Linked DNA regions of Mus musculus: regions 2, 3, 4 and 5 are each linked to region 1. A link is a contact called in public Hi-C, HiChIP or PLAC-seq and promoter capture Hi-C data. All regions are on one chromosome and are shown on one strand. Each heading gives the region's core, a stretch centred on a gene start, on an enhancer-like site or on the middle of the called end of the contact. The rest is flanking DNA. Distances are from core to core; before and after follow the strand shown.

Region 1 (2,700 bases), core at 25-2,524:
GAGTGTCTGAGGACAGCTACAGTGTATTTACATATAATAAATAAATAAATATATTTAAAAAAAAAAAAAAAAAAGTTGGGTGAGCAGGGACAGGAAGATCTGGAAGGATCTGAGGGAGAGGAAAAATATGATTAGAATATATTTAATTTAAAAGTTATCTTAAATAAAACATGTTGAAAGGGGGCATCATATATATATGACGTCTAAAACTTCCAAAAGGATTTTCTCACTGTGCTGTGGTCCACCAACTTGATGCTCCCACCAGTGTATCTGGTAAACGCCTTGATTAACTTTCTTCCCCCACCTCCTGCAGATAAATATATTTATCTAATCTCTTTTATAAAGAAACATACTGTCCAGGATATGTTCAATCCCTTTTTAGGCCATTGCTGACCCTATGCAGCTTAAAATAATTTATTTAATTTTCTTTTAAGCAGTTATTGTTTTAGATCAACAGCGGTCTAGATCATTTTACATAAAACTTCTGTCTAGTTCTTCATACATCTAGGTAGAAAACTGAGGCTATGTAGAAAGTTCATTACTAGAAATAACGACTTCAGTCCTGTGTATTCCTAAACAGCAAAATAAAAAACTCATTATGAACATGTTTCTGTGAGTTCTAGGACTGAGTTCTGTATTCCAGTAGAACTGCCCGGGGAAACCTCAATAAAGTTGGCTGGAACTAACACCTGCTCTCTAGTTTTTTGGTTTTTTTGATTTTGTTTTTTTCCCCAGACAGGGTTTCTCTCAGTAGTCCACCACTCTCTGCCTCCACCACCACCATCACCCACCAGATCTGTTTTAATGAGAAAGACAGCCTACTAAACAGGCAGGCATGTCACGGAGAGGAGAAATCGACAGGACAATGGTTTTGCTTTCTGAATCTCAAACAAGTAACTCTTGTGCTTATCCTAAATAACCTTTGCCTTGCAGTATGCAATTTTCCTGTAATAGTTACTGAGCGCCTACAATGAGCCCCAGTCTGAAAAGGCAGTGAAGAACTGACCCTGTTCTCAGGGAGCTTACGCCATAGGGAGACGTCTTAGTTTGTTCTATTACACAATTATCCAAAATAGATCATCACGAAATCTAAACCTGGGAAGTCGGCCTTTGGTAGAAGAAAAGCACACGCGAGCTTGGATCAGGCCGAAGGGTACCCACTGTTGAGGACGCCGCACCGCGCGACGCAGCCGGTTGCTAGGGCGTCGCGTGGCTGTGACGCACTGCCCCGCCCCCTCCTCCTTAGAGCGCACCCCCCCCGCCCGACCCAGTGCGCATGCTTGGGACTCCCTTCGCTTGCAACCGTGGCCGAGTTGGCTTCGTCTCGTCCTCCTTCGGCTTTCCCGCAGTTCTCCGAGCTCCGCCGCCGAAGCCGTGCTCCAGACTGCCGCGTGTGGCGGGCAAACTGTCGCCGCGAACCCGCAGAGGGCAAAGAGAGGATGGCCACCTCCGGCGTGGAAAAGAGTAGCAAGAAGAAAACTGAGAAGAAACTTGCGGCTCGCGAAGAAGCCAAGCTGCTGGCGGGGTTCATGGGCGTCATGAACAACATGAGGAAACAGGTGCGGGGCGGTGCGGGGTGGTGCGGGGCGGTGCGGGGCGGTGCGGGGCGGTGGGCAGGGGTCCGGCGGAGGCTGGCGGCGGGGCCGGCGCCTTGGCTGACGGCCTGCTCCGCCACGGGGCTTCCGAGGCCCGCTCGACGGGGACTCCTGCGGCGGGCGGGGGGCCTCCGGGGCGGTTGTGTAACCGGTCTCATCCAGTTCCCCGTGAGGCCTGGAGCCTTCCCTTACCGTGCGGTGTCATCTGGAGCTCTCGGAGGGAGGCTCCCGCCCCGCCGCCCTGTCACCCAAGTGGCACGAGTTGATAAATCACCTGTCATTTAGGGCGACGCCAGTCACCAGTAAATAGCAGTTTTCTAAGGGTTCTGGCGCCACTGTTAACCAAGAGGATCTCTTTGTGCTGTCTTTGATTTTGCCGTGTATTGGAGAAACCGCAGCATTTGGTTGAAAGGTGGGTTATGAAAGGCACGGCTTAACGATGGAGACGGTAGATAGGTGTTTGATAGAATTAACTAGATTATAACCTCCAATAGACCGGTAAGCAGGGGAACACCACTTGGTTGGTTTTTGGTTCCGTGAGTTTTACTTGGTAGAGAACACATTATGGATTCTGGGGATGTTTGTCAGTTTGTTGACTCTGAAATCTGTTTTTCAAGAGGACAAAGCACTACAGATAAGCTTGAGTGATTAAAAAACCTAATTCGGCTTTCTGACGCTTTTGCTGTGAGTATGGGCAGCAGAAGAATCTTAAGATTTATTTCGGAAGATACCAACTCCTGATTTCTTAAGGCCAAACACTGGTCGCAGCAGTCTTCTCTTTGTTCACAAGATGGCACACTGCTCTGGTTGTAGCGGATAGATACTATGTTTTCAATGCCTATATCTTTCCTGGTTTTTATGCTGAAATAGCTGTGAATGGCTGGCTTCTTTATTAAAATGCATCTCTTTTCATATTTGTGTTCTTTTTGTGTAACCTTTTTGAGATCTACAGAATTGATGATTTGAGATTGCAAGTGTCTTTGATGTGTACCTCTAGTGGTAATTAAATCGAACTCACTGGTGCTTAAATTTGTTTAAGCTCATTCTGGTATACTCCTACTGTCCCGAACTGTGGCAGATGTGGGCTGGAGCTTTGCAAAGCATT
Region 2 (2,700 bases), core at 32-2,531, 130 kb before region 1:
CCTGCGGCAGCACAGGAGCCCAGTGAGCATCAGTTCACTTTCTGTATTTTCACACACATTTTACATGGAATATGAAACACATTTTTTTCACAAAGGAAAACAGAATGCCTTTTAAAAATATTGTGACCAACTAAGTTTACATAAACTTTAGGTAAAAGCTCCCAAATTATAGGCAAAAACTCTGTCTCTTGTCAACAATGATAACCAAAGTAATTAGAAAGTCCCCTTTGTACACTTCAAATCTTATTTTTTATTAGACTACATCCAGTCTGACTTAATAATCAACCATGATAATTAAGGTACTGCTTATTCAATCATGCCTTGGTGCTTAGCAACCCTTCTTGTCTCACACACTCAGAATCTCAAATATCAGTAACATTTATGTGCTTAAGGTAGAATTAAGCAGTCCATTTCTTCAGGTTCCTATTGAGACTATACATTTTGATGTGCTACAATGAAGAAAAATGAAAACAAGATATGAAAAGCCAACTGGTTCTCAGTTTACCCTGAAAACAGCCTCAGTAATTCAAACAAATGAACAAAACTCATAACTAGTAAATATCTATCAAGATAACTTTATTCTGTGCCTTAAATATAAAAGGTTTTAAAGATCTTAAGTAAATATCTATAATAAGTAGTAAAAATAACATAAATATGTGAAAAATAGACCAGTGGTGAAATTTAAACTCCATAACAACAGACAAAACAACCAAAACCAAGAACACTGTATACCCATTAAGATGTAGCACACAAATCTGTTGAGAAGAATGATTTTGTTTGCGGAGCTAGAATCGTCAAAGCCTTATGAATTTTGCTGAAGTCTGCTAAACAGCATGCCACAGTAAAAGAACAGAGGCCACAGCTGCACGATCCAGGGAGGCCGAGCTTCACTGACATCTGCCATCCTGGAGCCTTCCAGGTGCCCATTTTCACCACAGCAACCTGATTCATCCATAGGATGAAGTAGTTTGGGCACTACACATCTTGAGCTCCCAGGTGACTAGCATGCAGCTGTTTAGAAATCAACGCTCTGCTCTGAATCCTTCACAGTTTGAAAGTGGATTCCCACCCGGGCCCTGCCTGCCACGGCTAGCCACAGGGAACACTTTCCATCTCCTTGAAGCTCCTGTTGCCCCGCATCCATGATCCTAGCCTGATCATGTCTGATTTGCCTCACATACCAAGTTCCCCATTCTCAGGCAGGCTGAGGCTAGTGGGCTTTGGAACCCCGCTGTTCCTGTGTGTGGAACCAGCTAAGCCTACCCCCACTTTCCAACAGCTATTTTCAAAAGTAAGGGCAAATCGGTTCTTATCATGGTGTGTGGCAGAGGTTATAGCAACACAGAGTAGTCACCATGACACTGTTGGGTGGCAGCCAAGACTCGTTCACTTATACTGTAGAAACCACGTCAAGAAAGAAAATTACAAAGACATTCAGTTCAGAGGGAGAATAAAAAATGTTGGCAGTTACCAGGGCATAAAAACAAAAACAACAACAAAACAAATAAAAACCAACCAACCAACCAACCAAAAAAAATCTCCAAAAGTAACTAATATTTAAGCTTTATAAAAAAAAATTTTTTTAAGATACATATAGGTGTTCTAACAGAATAAGGGATACTCAACAGCACTTTTTTTTAAAGCACATTCTTACATATTACTCTATAATATTCTCAAAACAACATGGTAGTGAGACTCTGAAGTGGACCATTTAATTAATCCCCATTTGCTAAGAGGAAACTGCAGTTCAGAAAGCACTAGGTAAAGAAATGAGACTTTTAGTTTCAAATGTCCATCCATCCACACAGTGAATTCTAACTCAATTTGTCAGAACCAGCCTGACGCAAACATTCTCTAACATCTCCCAACAATGTTTAATTTATCTGTCTAGATTCTTGGTCACTTCAAAGAAGGCAAATAATTTACTGTGGCTGAATAAAGAGTCACAGTAAAAACACTCTAGAAGAATACCTGAAGAATTTATAACTCAAGGTCAGTTTGTTTTTATTTTTAATTGGTTTTATTTGTGAAAACATGCTGATGGAAGTTAATGGTTTAAAAATGTTGATTCGCCAATAGAAATTTGCAGGGAGTCAGAAATGGAAGAAGGGTATTTGTAAAGCGAAGCTAGCAGATGAATTGTTAGTCACTCTCAGGACAGAGGTCAGGGGCTGAGCAGAGAGGAAATCATGAAATTAAATGTAACAATAACCTCCAATTAAATTAAATGTGGTTGTTCTAAGGGAACTGAAATGTCTGCGTACTCAGTAAACTAAACAAAAAGAAAAACATGTTATTCTGGAAACAGCAAGAAAGAAAAGACAACTCTTAGGAAGATTAGACAGTGGAGAAACATGATTATATAACCCAAGTATTTAGTACATAATCCTTTCCTTAATGTCTCTTCAGCATTTTCTACTGTGAGACTCTTGTGCCTGAGTCCCTTGTTCCCCAGCGTGTTGGACTGGCCTCCTGGGCTTCCCCAATAGCTGGAAGGCACATCTTACTTCCTCAGAAACCTCGTCAATGAAGACTTCCCTGTCGCCCCATCAAAAGTCTCAACATCCCTACATTTCATATGCCTTCTCTTCTATTCTGTTTCTTTAAAAATCACTTATAACAAGCTACAGTTACCTTGTCTACCTAGTTGTATATTCTACACAGATTAAGTGTTATTTGGCCACTGTTAAATGCCTAATA
Region 3 (2,700 bases), core at 190-2,689, 210 kb before region 1:
TTTCTTTTTTTTTTTTAAAGATTTATTTATTTATTTATTATATGTAAGTACACTATAGCTGTCTTCAGACGCACCAGATCTCATTATGGGTGGTTGTGAGCCACCATGTGGTTGCTGGGATTTGAACTTCGGACCTTCAGAAGAGCAGTCGGGTGCTCTTACCCACTGAGCCATCTCACCAGCCCCTCATTGGGTTTCTTACTCACAATTCAGACAGCAAATGGCCGAGGGCAGGAGCAGCCTGGAGTCCTGTCAGCTGGTTTTATTTGTTCTTCCAGAGAACAGCACAGCACTGCACGACAGTGCTCAGCTACAGACCAAGACAGACCTCAGGTGAACCCTGCATACTAGGCCATCAGGCAAAAGCTGGGAGACAAAGGCCATCTGCCTGCTCCACAGGACTGTCTCCACTGCACCTTCCCAAGGCCCACAGCCATGTCTCCTCCCCTGATGGTTATGTGCTTATTACTGATCTGATAACTCATTCCTGCACCTGCACAATGAACATATTGCACCTTTTAACAAAAAGAGTTAAGGTAAGGGGACATTGAGCAGATCTAGAAAAGATCTAGTTGTGGCTTGTTATGGTCAGTAGAGCCGAGAAGGGGCTGGAGAGCTGCCTCACAGTGACGAGTACTTGCAGCTTTTGCAGAGCACCACATGGGAGCTCATAAATGCCAGCAACTGCAGTTGCAGAGGATCCAACACCCTCTTCCTCACTCTTCTTCACCCTCCAAGGGCTCCCACACATTCACATGGTGCACTAGAACTCACACAGACACACGCTCATACAAGCACACATGCACATGCACACACAGACTCAAATAAATAAATGATTTAAAAAGAGTCCAAGTATCATGAGTTTCCCGTTGTAAGCTTACTTGAGATGGAGAGGGAGATTAGAATGGTGAGTGAAAATTTTGTTTCTTTCTTTCTTTGTTAAAGAAATTACTCTGATTTAGTTTAGGGCTTTGTGGAGTAGCCAGAAACATTCTTCGTGCATAAATGAAGGAACACACTCCTGCCTAATACAGTGCCTTGCACTTAGAGGACCCTTGACCAACTGTGGCTAACGATGAGACCAAGAATAGTTTCCATTCTGAAGGAACAGACTCCATTCTGTTCGACGAGTCTACCACAGTGAGAACAGATTTTAAAAGTTCACTGTATTCAGAAAGGGATTTCCAACTGAAGCGATACAAAGGTAGTTTCTGTGGAGGGTGAGTTTCTATTTGATTACGTTCAAGAGACCACACACAGTCAGAAAACCCAAGTCTCCTTTTGAGCCCCTGTTATCTGCAGTCAGGCATCGACAGGGTCACTGTGCATAATGAGTTTAGGTTTTGGTTTCGTTTAATACACTTCACTATCTAGTGAAGTAACACCATTTCCTTTCTAAGAAAAGGGGCGAGGTGCCCATTCAGCTCAGGAAGTGACAAATCGCCATCACTTCCCCCTTTTCTGTGTAATAGAGGCAAGTATGTGCCCATGGCAATGCAGTCATGCCAGAGGTATGGAATCACAATGGACTCAGTCTACCTAGGTGAGTCTAATTTCACACTGCCCTGGGCCTGAGGCTGGCTATCCATTGTTCTAGCCTCTGGGGACACCACAGACTGGGTTTCTGGGCAAGAGTCTGCTTTCAACTGCAAGAGGAACATTTTCTTCATGCTACCCTATCACATCCTATCCTGGACTGTGGCCAATGCCTCTAGCTCCAGCAGCTGCCATGGAATCATGACTGTCAAAAGCCAGTCTGCTGAGGATACCCACACAAATGGGTAGAACCTGCTGGCATCCCTATGCTGCCAAACCAACCAACCAACCAACCAACCAACCAACCAACCAACCAACCAACCAACCTTTCTGTCGCCCTTTCTCTCTCTTCTCTTTCTCGCTCCCTTCTTCTCTCTTTCTGGGTCAGGATCTCACCTTGTAACCCAGGATAGATTCAGATTCACAGTGTGCTAGATTACAGATACGCATATGCCACCATGCCCAGACTGACTATTGAACGTGTCCTTCAAATCTAAGCTAGTGTCCTATGTGCAGCCACAGCATTTCCAACTGCTGTGTAGATCTTTAGCTACTGCTTCAGGGACTGTCCATACATCCAGTATCTAGATTTAGATTTAACTATGTCTTGTTAGCATTTTGTCTAGGCTCCACCCAACAGTTCTCAATCTCAATCTTTCTCTCTCTGTTTCTACTACCCTCTCAACTCAACTCCCCTCCCCATGCCCCGAATAAACTCTACCCTACATTATACTGTTGTCATTGTGTGGCTAGTCCCTCAGTGGGAAGGGATGCCTCAGCATGGGCCCGCAGAGGAGTCCTCTTCCCCCACACCTGACTGCACATCCACCAAATGTAGTCCTTCTCTCCGTATATTTTTATACAGCACGTTTCTAATATTTTCCCTATTTGCTTTGTGTGTACATTTGCATTTTACCTATATTATTATAATATTATTATTGTTATTTGTGTGTGTGTGTGTGCCATCTCTCAAGCACCACCTTTGCATTTTTAATGTGGGGAATAGGTTGGAGGCAACCTGGTGCTTTTTTTTACTCCCTCAGAGGTCGTTTCTTGATAAGAACATTTCCCTTCAAACCTACAATGCTTGTTTCTCCTCTGCAATAATGTTAGTTCTTGGACACCGTTTGGGAACCTGCCCATATTCACTTTCTTTTATTGTGA
Region 4 (2,700 bases), core at 79-2,578, 170 kb after region 1:
ATTTTGGAGCAGGGGCCGTGGATTGTCAGGGACCTAACTCCAGGGAAGGAGGGCCCGGACCCCACAGCCTTGTGCAAGGAGTCTCTGCTAGGGTAGGAGTCTGGTGCCACCTAGCTCAGCATAGTCACATAGCAGTCACATGACCTCTGAGACCCCAATTTCTGTAGCAGCAAAATGTCTAGTTGACTTCCAAGTCCTCTCATTCCAGACTTGAGAGGTATACTGTCTCTGTGTCCCTGGCTTGGCTTCTCCGTGTCAGCTGAGACCATGGTCCTATGGCCACCCTGTCTACCCTGAGGCTCCCATCCACATGGCCAGGCCTCCCCACCTCACCTGCTTCTTTGACCCCAACATGACAAACCACAGCATAGCAGTTCTCAGATCACCCCTTCCCAAACACTCCTGGGGAGGCCTTCGCACCACTAGCATCTGGGATTTCCAGTTTCTACTCCTGACTGGAAGACAAGAAGTTGTCTCCTTGGTTCTTTCAGCTGTGCTTTCTTTCTCCAAGGGTCTCTGCCATCTTGTCTCTGAGGCTTGTAGCCACACTTAGTCCAAAGAGTGAGTGGACTCAGGGCCGAGGGGGACCTAGAACCCAGGGAGCATTAAGTAGCCCCACTAGCAAAGGGTCCCCAAGGGAGAAGACAACCCATCGCCTGCAGTGGCCAGTGTGGATGGCAGCGTGTGTGTCAGGTGTGGCGAGTCTCTCTACCAATTCCAAACCTTGAAGAAAGCTGGTGGGAGCCATTTATCGGCCATTTCAGAGTTTGTTTGGGACTTTTGTTTTGCAGCAACGCCCCTTGATCAGTTTCCTGAGAACCGAGATTACAGGCCGGAGCCACCATACCCAGTCCTGTTTCAGGATTTTACCAGAGGTCGGCAGAAGGAAGTATTATAAGCTCGGCTACATTAAAGCCACTCCACCCACGCTCAAACCACCGCCAATCAATTCTGTATGAGCCGCTGCCGGGTCAGGCTCCCTGGGTGTTGATTTCCTGCTCCGGAGTATCAGTGAGTCATCAGCCGCCTCCTCTCCACTTTAACTGTTGCTCTGAGACCTGAGAGTCTGCAGAAGGGAGGTCACATGGCATCTTTATTTAGTAGCCGGTTCTCAACTGGCAGGAGGGGAAGGACAGCCAGACACTTCCTAGAAACAGCTCTCTCTCAATTTCCGGAGCCCACAGGAGCTGGGAAGCTCGATGGTGTCTTAAAGTCCTGGAGTCCATGTCAGGCCGCTGACGTTCAAGACTTGGGGTTCTGACTAAAGAATGGGCTGGGGCTGCTATGCAAATAGCTGGAAACAGACTTCCTGTGATTAGGGCTGTGTATCATGCGGCCACCAGATGGCGCCCAACACCTCAAACTGTCAACACCATTGGGCCAGGCTGAAGCCCTGTTAATCTGTCACAGATTAATGCTGAAGTGTTATGCCCCCAGGTGTGAGGCAGAAGGGTGACCAAATGTTGCAGAATTATCCTGGATTGATTTAGACCAAGTTCATGTGAATGTCACAAAAAAACACATTAATAACAACTTCCACGGGGGACTTTTACTTATATGTAAAACACAGGTCTGGCTAGTATAGGTCTCCCTCACAGCCTCCTAGCCCAGCATCTGAGCATCACACACCACATCTGAGAGGACAAAGGACAGCAAGGCCCTCACCTCAAGAATTTACAAGCACCTCTTGGGAAGACATCACACACCTATAATCTCTGCACTTGGGAGACTGAGGCAGGAGGATCACCACAAGTTCAAGGAGAGCCAAAGCTACAACTGTGACCCTGTTTCAAAAACCAAGCAAGGAGGTCCACAGATGTCATCTGTACCTATAAATCATGAATTGTAATTCCTACCCACATGGAGCCTCTTGGAACTGGAGTCCTGTGCACAAATATTGTTGAATTAAATAATTAATAATTAAGTCGCAGATACGGGTTTGCTATCTACCTCAATGGCTTGTGTTCCCAAATGAAACACACACACATGTCTTAATCAGCACAATAGCTGGGCTACTGCCTAACCTCCACTACTGATAGAATCTACCTTCCACCGATAATTCCGAGTTACAGCTTACTAAATTCTGTGTTCTACCTTGGCTGCTCTGGACTCAGAGGGCTGCCCAACTGGGCCGTGCTCTCCCGGCTCCTTCACGTGGCGGCCATGCCTCTCTGTCTTGCACTCTTCTCAGGCATGGTGTCTCCCTTCTCCACACTCTTCTAGCATGGCAGATCTTCCCTCTCTTCTTGTTCTCAGTCCCAGGCCTGGGAAATCCTAAAAGTCCTAGTTCAGTCTGCCACGTCCTGCCCAGCCATTGGCTGCCAGCATCTTTATTTACCAATCAGAACCAACTAGGGGCAGGGTTCCTCAGTGTCTTACCTGTGGACATGCAGACTCTCTCAAGCAAGCAATTTTGGGGACCCAAATTAGCATTATAATACAAGCAGTATAGCCAAACCCACTACATTTCTCACATTTCAATTAAAAAGGCTCTTTTCTCTCAGATATAAATTGAACACGATTACAACAATTATGCAAATTATAAGGTTGATATCCACTTATAATACCCAGTCCATCATCTTTGTCAATTTAAATTAATTATTCTATCATCTATCCGAACTTAAAGGTACAGGTACAATTCTGACCTGAATTCTGTTTGATTTTAACCACCTGAAAGCCATCCTTTCAAGTCTAGAACAT
Region 5 (2,700 bases), core at 11-2,510, 230 kb before region 1:
CAAGAGGTAGGAGCTGCTTATTATACAAATGGATGTACTGCCAGGCTACTAGAAACAAAGATGACAACCAAACAACAATGGTGGAAATACAGAGAACATTGGCTTCAGTCTTATTGTATGGGAGGGGATAAAAGCAGGCTTTGTGTACAGTACCCTACTGAAATCTCACAGTATCCTGATGAAATTAGTTCTGTAATTGTTCTTACTTTGCAGAGAGGCAGAGAATATGAAATAAAGTAACTTTGAAAGTTCACATAGGCAAAACATGGAGTGGGCATACCCTTTCTATTGAGCTACCACTTATGTATTCCTCTGTCCATTTATCATCTGAATACACACCTCTACATATTGATCTTTCATCTTGTTCATAAAGTTGATCTAGTGTTTTGTTGTTGTTGTTTGTTTTTTTTTTTTTTTTGGGCTTTTCAAGACAGGGTTTCTCTGTATAGCCCTGGCTATCCTGGAACTCACTTTGTAGACCAGGTTGGCCTCGAACTCAGAAATCCACCTGCCTCTGCCTCCCAAGTGCTGGGATTAAAGGTGTGCGCCACCACTGCCCGGCTAATCTAGTGGTCTTTATCTGAAAAATAAATTGAGAAAAGTGAATACTAATCATAAGCCCATAAGAAGAAACTGAATTAATCAGGGAGATGAGCAACATTGTCAATAGGTGAAGATGGCTCTTACTTGGGAATGACGTCATGTCTACTGGCAGCGTTCCCACCCCTGTTCTTCCCCATATACATAGGGAATTTATAATTTTGAAACAAATGCTGCAGGGATCCACTCTATTATCGTGACCAAAGAGTGGCCCATCCTCCTTGACACATTTGCCTCTCTTAAGTTTTTAGAGGTTTTGGGGGAGGAATTTACAAGATGGGAAGGAGTAATTCGTCTCCCAAGATGGTAGGATAGGCTATGCAGGTCCCATGGGCATGCTGCTTGCCCTTGCCCTTCTCAGATGGAGTCCCTGAAGTTTTAATAATCCATTTAACTGTACCAAGTTACCCTGCCTGCCCCCTGAAATGTGGTCAAGCCATATGAACTCAGCTGCAGCCCACTGTTTGTATGTACACTCGCAGACAGAATATTAAGATGTGGTTAGACACATGGCCTGGAAATAATAAACGAAACACCAACATAGGAAGAGTAAACAAAATGAGAGACCTCGCTGAGTTTGCATTGCCTTGGGTGTGCAGCCTCCAAAGAAGGCTTGCTGCCTCTCTAGGAAGCACCCCGCTGTGCACTGCTGGGGTTTTTACAGCCAACAGGGGAACTAGTTGATAAACCCTGTACAGAAATAGAACCTCTACAAGAAGTGAAACCAAGTTCCATCTGAGAATGAAACCACACCCAGTCACATGAGATGCCCGTGTTGTCACCTGGCTCAGGTCACAGGGGCCAATGGGCTGGTCCAGCTGCCTCACTGCTGTGTCCTTCTCTGCAAGGGGGAGGGGGAAACACTGAGACTTAGTGGACGGATGCTGCCTTTTCTGCTGACCTTGACACCGTGTGCTCCCTGGGCTTGTCCTGAGTGTCAGTGATGTGGACAGCAGGTTTGTCTGCAGACTAGCAATGGCCCTTTCAACCTGGGTGACAGCTGCAAAGGCAGCTGTAGTGGATGTGAGTGATCAGATTAGTAAAGTGAGAGAGAGAGAGTAGGTCACCTACAGTCCTTGCAGTGCTGATAACAGTGATGGTCACCGATTTGTCGCCAGCACAGTGACATGGGAAGGAAGATGGGGGGGGGTAGGAGAGGTGGGGGAAGAGGTGAATGGGAAGAATTCTTACTGTGTCAGGCGAATAGTCACCAACCTCATTCATCTCATTTAACTCTTACAATTCTAAGAAGCTAATGGTGCTTCCGTTTTACAAACTAGAAAACTGAGGCACACAGAGGGAAACTGCTTTCTCAGGATTGCAGAGGAAGAACATGATGGAGCCAAGCCTCAAAATCCAGGCCGTCTGACTCCAAAGCTTATGGCTTCTACCACCATTGAAGAAAAGATCCCCAAATTTATTTTCAAACCTGTAATAAACTTGAGCCAAAAAATTTACCCTGAAGTCCTTTAAAAGAAGTTAACAGAGAGAAGGAAAGTTTTCTTGACCCCAAGCAGAGGACACACTGAAGTCTCATGCGGCTTTTCTTATTCTGGATGATGTTGTTGAAGCTGCAGTACATCTAAATAAGAACTGTTTAGATAGAAAGCATGATAAGGGGTTCCAGTCTGCAAGGCGAGTATTTTAGACTCCTTAATAGCTTCCTTTATCTTGGCCATCAACTCACAGGCACTACAACTGCTCAAGTATAGGGTAGCCTGAAGTGTTCAGCTCTAAGTTGGCAATTAGAACACATTGCATCAGGAGCCATGCACGCTTTGTAAATGGAGGCAAAAGACAAGCTGTCAGATCATCCCACTGTCAGAGCATCCTGCTGCACTCACCGCTTTATTAGAACGCTAATTTCTACCACCACCATCAGCAATAATCAAAGGTCACGCTGGAGGGTAATATTTTGTGGAGAATGTAGGAAGTTATCACTGGCAAGAATTTAGAAATCTTTTCATTCGCTTGTCTGGGCCTAAAACGGCTCCAGAATGTCGGTAAATGAAAATCTTCCCTCCAGAACCACGGTCTACCTGTGTATTAGGGGACAGCAGAGGTGGTCATTTCTTGGGCATTCCTTCTATGCGGAACTTT

What was found. Promoter capture Hi-C pulls out the DNA fragments that hold promoters and counts their contacts. Hi-C and Micro-C count contacts between places; a contact is called where the count stands out from the background. HiChIP or PLAC-seq counts read pairs in DNA pulled down with a chosen protein or histone mark.
Region 2: a contact with region 1 is called in a promoter capture Hi-C map of 3T3-L1-derived adipocytes, with 2.9 times the contacts expected there. The contact joins the enhancer-like site here to the promoter of Klhl7 in region 1. A contact is called at or near these places in 1 of 39 promoter capture datasets (3T3-L1-derived adipocytes), 2 of 484 Hi-C or Micro-C datasets (bone marrow-derived macrophages and stem cell-derived neural progenitor cells), 3 of 115 datasets of contacts at active chromatin or transcription factors (bone marrow-derived macrophages and embryonic stem cells) and 2 of 9 other capture datasets (adipose tissue and pancreatic islet).
Region 3: an H3K4me3 HiChIP or PLAC-seq map of bone marrow-derived macrophages shows a contact between it and region 1, with 5 times the contacts expected there. The contact joins the enhancer-like site here to the promoter of Klhl7 in region 1. A contact is called at or near these places in 15 of 39 promoter capture datasets (the 3T3-L1 cell line, the HPC-7 cell line, HPC-7-derived erythroid cells and 11 more), 1 of 15 datasets of contacts at CTCF or cohesin (large pre-B cells), 2 of 484 Hi-C or Micro-C datasets (bone marrow-derived macrophages and erythroblasts), 10 of 115 datasets of contacts at active chromatin or transcription factors (SST interneurons, bone marrow-derived macrophages, cardiomyocytes and 7 more) and 3 of 9 other capture datasets (adipose tissue, embryonic stem cells and liver).
Region 4: a contact with region 1 is called in a Hi-C map of muscle stem cells, with 4 times the contacts expected there. The contact joins the enhancer-like site here to the promoter of Klhl7 in region 1. A contact is called at or near these places in 4 of 39 promoter capture datasets (the 3T3-L1 cell line, 3T3-L1-derived adipocytes and pre-B cells), 8 of 484 Hi-C or Micro-C datasets (CD4 T cells, the HL-1 cell line, the N1E-115 cell line and 5 more) and 4 of 115 datasets of contacts at active chromatin or transcription factors (effector CD8 T cells, embryonic stem cells and pancreatic cancer cells).
Region 5: a promoter capture Hi-C map of trophoblast stem cells shows a contact between it and region 1, with 4 times the contacts expected there. The contact joins the enhancer-like site here to the promoter of Klhl7 in region 1. A contact is called at or near these places in 13 of 39 promoter capture datasets (the C10 cell line, the HPC-7 cell line, cranial neural crest and 6 more), 1 of 15 datasets of contacts at CTCF or cohesin (the NIH/3T3 cell line), 1 of 484 Hi-C or Micro-C datasets (bone marrow-derived macrophages), 16 of 115 datasets of contacts at active chromatin or transcription factors (SST interneurons, bone marrow-derived macrophages, cardiomyocytes and 12 more) and 4 of 9 other capture datasets (adipose tissue, liver, macrophages and 1 more).

What each region holds. Positions count from the first base shown.
Region 1 is chr5:24,099,316-24,102,015 of GRCm38.p6, forward strand. Klhl7 (kelch-like 7) reads left to right here and starts at 1,275. Exons shown (of 11, transcript NM_026448.3): 1 at 1,275-1,559. The coding sequence starts at 1,440.
Region 2 is chr5:23,966,595-23,969,294 of GRCm38.p6, forward strand. The region is part of intron 10 of Fam126a (family with sequence similarity 126, member A); the gene reads right to left. Among named protein-coding and RNA genes, the nearest start is that of Fam126a, 63 kb to the right of the region's middle. Within about 2 kb of position 1,282, at least 17 of the 459 cell types and tissues checked have an H3K27ac peak or open chromatin away from gene starts, as enhancers often do. A contact at or near this core is called in 3T3-L1-derived adipocytes and stem cell-derived neural progenitor cells, where this site is marked.
Region 3 is chr5:23,892,997-23,895,696 of GRCm38.p6, forward strand. No RefSeq gene overlaps it. Among named protein-coding and RNA genes, the nearest start is that of Gm42228, 41 kb to the left of the region's middle. Within about 2 kb of position 1,440, at least 114 of the 459 cell types and tissues checked have an H3K27ac peak or open chromatin away from gene starts, as enhancers often do. A contact at or near this core is called in the HPC-7 cell line, adipose tissue, bone marrow-derived macrophages and 6 more, where this site is marked.
Region 4 is chr5:24,265,488-24,268,187 of GRCm38.p6, forward strand. No RefSeq gene overlaps it. Among named protein-coding and RNA genes, the nearest start is that of Gm33476, 34 kb to the right of the region's middle. Within about 2 kb of position 1,329, at least 281 of the 459 cell types and tissues checked have an H3K27ac peak or open chromatin away from gene starts, as enhancers often do. A contact at or near this core is called in the HL-1 cell line, the N1E-115 cell line, Th1 cells and 8 more, where this site is marked.
Region 5 is chr5:23,873,306-23,876,005 of GRCm38.p6, forward strand. It overlaps the pseudogene Gm9534. Among named protein-coding and RNA genes, the nearest start is that of Gm42228, 22 kb to the left of the region's middle. Within about 2 kb of position 1,261, at least 62 of the 459 cell types and tissues checked have an H3K27ac peak or open chromatin away from gene starts, as enhancers often do. A contact at or near this core is called in bone marrow-derived macrophages, pancreatic islet and trophoblast stem cells, where this site is marked.